2 separate regions of the Zea mays genome follow, and region 1 is linked to region 2. A link is a contact called in public Hi-C data. All regions are on one chromosome and are shown on one strand. The core of a region is the stretch at or near the end of the contact, and the rest is flanking DNA. Distances in the headings are between cores, read along the strand shown.

Region 1 (2,778 bases), core at 221-2,720, 200 kb before region 2:
ATGGATTGCAGCCGGCTTTGCAAATTGTGTGTCGAGCAATGCTATAGGTATTCAGCATAGTTGTAAACATATGAATGCATCGAATGGTTTAGATACATTGTCATACTCGAAGCAGTTACCTCGTGTATCAATCAGAAACCTACACCTAAAAACCTGACTCAAATTAACAAAATAAACATCATCAGAACTAATCTACGCCTAAAAACTCTGCCAGGTCTGCAGCATAAAAAAAACACACGCTCCGATCAGACGGATCAAAATCCTCTCCAAAATCTTGAGCATGTCGTTGCCTGGCAGTCAAGCCGGTCAGTCAGTCGGCATCTGAATCACCAAATTTCCAGGGTGACATAGCTACCTGGGCTCTCCTAGAACACCGCAATTCGTCCATTTCTCGATAGTTTTATGCACCAACGACGAATGATAGGTGTTCATACCATGCCCAAACATATTATTCCATAGCCAGGTGGGGGGGGGGGGGGGGGGGGGGGGGGGGGGGGGGGGGGGGGGGGGGGGGGGGGGGGGGGGGGGGGGGGGGGGGGGGGGAGGGGGGGGAGGGGGGGATTATGAAAGTTTTTCGGAATTAAAACCCAGAAGCGGTTCTGCATCCAGTTAACGATCTGCGGAAGTGCGGAGTGCAGATGACAGTGCAAAATTAACCGTGGAACGTAACAGTGGCGGATCCAGGATTGATCCAAGAGGGGGGCTGCTAAGCTAAGACTATAGATTTTTTTAAACCAAACAAAAAATACAATTGATGTTTAATATGACACAAAAACCAAGATATAATTTAAACATTCAAGAAATATATAGTCTAAAAATAAGTCGATACCAATTCTAGAAATACAATAATCTTGCACGTACCATGAGTTGATGTTGCGAGGTAAATTTATCTTCCGAGTTCTTAAGCCTCGAAAATGTTTCAAAATCTTTTCATCTTGAATATCTACAAACATATCCTATAAACATGGGATTACTACCAAATAAATAATCAAATCAAAACTTTAAATCAAACTCAAAGCAAACAATAGCACATGTTTCACCTTCACTGCTTGTCTGCTTCACAAATCACAGTTAGGGTCACAAATCACAAATCACAGCTTGTCTGCTTCACAAATGTGCTTCACAAACGGCGGAGCGGCGGCTGGACAACGGCGTGGTCGCAGGCTCGCGGGGGTGCTCCGGGCGGGGCGAGCGGCGCTGCGGGGTGCGGGCTGCGGCGGGGCTCCGGGCGTGGCTGCGGCGGGGGTCCGGGCAGGCTGCGGCGGCGGCGGGGCTCCGGGCGAGCGGCGCTGCGGCCTGCAGGGTGCTGGCTGCCGGCTGTAGCTGGAGGGTAGAGGACTAGAGGGAGGATGTTCACGGGACTGGCTGGAGCTGGGCGGCTGCAGCTAGGCGCCTGGGCGGTCGCGTACTCGGAGTGGGCCTCTTCACTTTACTGGGCCACGACCGGGGCTGGTCGGAGATCCTCCCCTGGAACGTACAGTAGCTAGGAAAGAAAGAACACATGCATTGAAAAAAAAATAGCTGCCAGTGGATGAAAACCAAATGCTAGCTTTCAGTGCAATTTACCCCCATGTCTTGTACGTACTGCTCCCGGTCCGGTGAAGGATGAGCAATGCCCTGTGAGTATCCGAGCAGAGCAAGAGGAGGACGATGATCGGTTCCAGGGTTTTGAAGGTGCCATGTGATTGGTCAGTCAGGACGCCGCCGACTTGGCTATGCACTAATGCACCTCACTACATACACAATTCACTGGGAGTGAAAGAGAAGAGGGTGGAGTGGCCTTGGATGCAACCAGCCTCCCCCTGAATTAAATAGAGTTAGAGCTATTTTGGGAGCTAGAAAACTGAAGGAAATTAGAGGGGCTAGAACCTCTTAGCCTAAACCCAATGCCGGCTAGATTGATGGTAGTGGCCAAATTGCACAATCACATCCAGTTACGTTCTTACATGTACATGGGACTTTAATTTATTTTATCTACTACTACTAATCTAATCGCGGCGCTCTACTAGTTAATCCGGGCGCTTAGGCGGGGAGGAACCGGTCATTATACTAATCGTTGCCCGGTGCCCACAGGGACGAGATCCCAGTTCCAGAGGTGGCGCATGTCTGCTGCAGAGGCTGCGGCTGCAGCTGCCTGCCCCACTTTCTTTGTAGTAGATGAGTATGTTTAAGGCAATCTGGACACAATTATGCATGGAGCTTCTTTTTCTCTACCATGTACTTCAACTGCACTTCGCTGTAGACAGCCTCTGCAGTTTTTCGAGTGTCACCCTCCGCATCAGATGTTCATCATCACATTCAGGAGATGTCATCGCCTCATCGGACGTGTTTTTGTCGGACGCCACAGCTTACGGCACTAACAGAGAACATCACACTGTTTGGTTGTATGAAAACTATGACAGCTATCGCGTTTGCTAGTGATTTCTTTTCCAATATTTGGGCGCCGATTCTTTACACCGCAACCACGGTACGGCGCTGCACCAGCGTCCAGCGGCGTGGCTGGGCCGTGACAGCCTCATCAACTACCAAGTCCCAACACTGACCAGCCAGTTATTCAGAAACAAGTACACTACTGGAGACTGGACTGTGTCATCCGTCTTTTGCATTGCATGTAACAAGAGAAAATTAGAATGTTTGGAAGGAGACAATGTACAACCAAGACCAATCGTCGATCAAGCTGATATATTGCATTTCATCCTTCCTCGCCTCACAATCCGGCTTCCGCGAACTCGATTATGTACACTCCAAATCTCCAATCTTCCATACTTCCTACTACGA
Region 2 (2,738 bases), core at 162-2,661:
CGATCAAATCTTTCCGTTGCTCTGCCATGAGGTCCTCCTCCTCCTTCCCTATCTTGTCAAGCACATCAAGATGCCCCCTATATACTGGATCAAATGACATCTGTACCCGCACCACCTCCAAGATCCGTCCCAAGTGCCCCAACTGCTTCTCAGATGGTGCCTTCATTGTGCTCACATAGCCAGATAAGAACTCAAGCACGGAACCAGAATCCACATCTTCATCGTTACCGCTCTCTGCAGCTGCAAATACAGCTGGTAGCACCTCTTCCAGCATCTCCAATGCTGCAGCTCCATCAGCATCACTAGGGCCAAGCCTGCTATGACATTCGAGAGCCTCTGCAGCATATGCTATCACCAAAGGTGCCATTTTCAACCCATTGTCTGGGCTACCAAGCCCCTGCTGTGCAGCCAGGAGTGACCTCAGCAATCCCACCTTCGCCCTTGAGTCCATCCTCTTCGACGCCACACCAGAAAGGCACCCCACCGCTGCAGCAGCGAGTGGAGACGCGCTTCCAGGGGACATCGCAATGTCAAAGAATAGAGGAACGAAGACATCATTGGCGACCAGTCCGACATCAATCCACGAGATGCACCTGCGCGCCGCGTCAAGGGCCACCGCCGCAGCCGCAGGGTCGGCTGTACGGAGAGTCACGGCGGCGGCGTGCCAGTGGCTGGCGATCTGGGACACGCACTGTGCGCGCATGGAATCCTTCACCCGCATAGCGTCGGCGGCTTCGCCAGAATTGCGGGGGTACTCCTGGGAGAGCAGGTCGTCGTCGAGAGAGATTAGAACCCGCGCGAACATGTCCGTGGGGCCAGGCTGCGGCGGTGCGGGCGGGAGGAGATCAATGAAGTAAGAGGGGTAAACATGGGGGTACTCGAGGCGGATGAGGAGCGCAACAAGCTGCGCGAGCTTGTTGCGGAGGAACGGTGGCGATCCGGCGTGAGAGGAAACCGCCAGCGAGAGGAGGGAGGAGCGGAGCAACGCGAGGTCGTCGGGGAGCACGAGCCGGCGGCGGAGGAGCGCGTCGTGGAGGGACTGGAGGCACCAAAAGTGGACTTGAGCGTGCGGGGAGGAGGCGATGCCGGACAGGCAGAGGCGGAGGAGCGACGACGGCGGGGACTCGTCGCGGGCGCGGGCGCAGAAGGCGAGAGCCTCCGCGCGGATAGATGGGGACGCCGCTGCGGCAGCAGGTGAGTCGGAGGCAAGAAGGATGACATGCTCAAGGTCATCCATGGCGGTGCGGAGGAATCTGGCGACGGAAGCGAAGACAAAATTGCGGTTAATATATGAGGGACGGAGGCAGGACTCAGGAGGAGAGGCCGAGAGGGTTTGCTCCGCCGTGAGCCGAGTGCCCGAGTCCGTGCTTCTTGCGTTGTTTGCGAGGGTGGTTGGGGGTTTGGCTCGGTGGGTTTATTGTGGGTTTAAGGTACAAATGTTCAAATAACCCGTATTTGGTGGGTTGATTGGACAATTTAATAAGCCAATTTAATAGTGTTTGAGCTGGTCTGATGGTGTGATTATATTTTTTATTTTACAAAAAATAGTGTATATATTTATAATTTATATTCATGTATACTATAAAAAAATATGTGCTCTGTTGGTTAGCTAGTCTCACTCTACGTCTTTTGCCTTTTGTCCTAGTCGCGCGAGTTTAAACCCTACCTATGATAATTTTTTTGGGTTTTTTCATCTATTTAATCAAATGCCCGGGCTAATGGATCAGCTGGCATGTCGTGCGTGGGCCGTGGGTCGATCCGACAAGGCCAGATTAGCTGTAGGGCCGAATGGTCCCGTGCAGGACTAGGCCAGGACGTCCATTTGGAGTAAACATTAGAGTATCCAAATAAAACCTAAAAGATTCTAGCCTACTTAATCACCTTTATTCCACTTGCTCCAAACAAGCCCTTATGACTAGTTTGGAAGCCACAAAATCGAAGGGAATCGGAGGGGCTAGAATCATCTTCTTATTCAAAATAATAATAAGGAGATTTTAACCTCTTCAACCCCTTCGATTTTGTGGCTTTCAAACTAGTCCTTAGAGTATTTTTAGCATTTTGACTGTTAGTTTTTTTACTGCATTAAAGTAGATATCATCCGGGGAAACCCGAGTCACGGATGGGTCAAGGATGGTGACCCGAGGCTTATATATTTCTATTTCTATTTGCTATCTTTAGATCAAAATATATATGAAAAAAATAGTTGATTCAATGAGCTGGTCGATGTGACCACCTCTAAATATCACCCTGTATGATGGAGGACATATCCTGTGCAATCACTCATTTTGGTGCAAACGTGCAATCAAACTATCCAGAGCATCCAATCTAGATCTAACGGTTTCATATGGAAAGAGTTAAAAGTAAAATAGGTACTATGTTTTAGGTGGAAGGGGTTAAATATAAAATAACAGTCATCATTAGATCTAGATCGGATGCACCAGATCGCTTGATTGCACGCTTGCACCAGGATAAGTGATTGCACAGGATATGTCCTCTGTATGACATATTCCAATTATTATCGTGTTTTCACAATGATATAGTAAAACAGAAGCACTAAGATATAATTGGGGTATGTTTATTTTTCTTGTCTCTATTTGTATCGGTGCACAAAAATTAAACTCACTCCTAAACAAAGATAAGAAAAAAAAAATTAAAGTCACGGGAAAAACCTCTTTTGACAAGCAACACTTATCAAATTAGTTCTTAGCCTTCCACATGAAAATCAAATGAGGACTTAT

The links. A called contact is a pair of places that touch in the nucleus more often than the background predicts.
Region 1: a contact with region 2 is called in a Hi-C map of leaf, with 7 times the contacts expected there. The contact joins the promoter of LOC103647847 here to the promoter of LOC103647839 in region 2. A contact is called at or near these places in 15 of 25 Hi-C or Micro-C datasets (bundle sheath, ear, endosperm and 6 more) and 2 of 3 datasets of contacts at active chromatin or transcription factors (leaf and seedling).

What each region holds. Positions count from the first base shown.
Region 1 is chr2:217,952,149-217,954,926 of Zm-B73-REFERENCE-NAM-5.0, reverse strand. LOC103647847 (pentatricopeptide repeat-containing protein At1g63070, mitochondrial) reads right to left here and starts at 1,470. Exons shown (of 12, transcript XM_035965500.1): 1 at 1,041-1,470; 2 at 862-956. It also overlaps the pseudogene LOC103647844.
Region 2 is chr2:217,748,733-217,751,470 of Zm-B73-REFERENCE-NAM-5.0, reverse strand. LOC103647839 (exportin-T) reads right to left here and starts at 1,411. Exons shown (of 14, transcript XM_008672349.4): 1 at 1-1,411. The coding sequence starts at 1,237.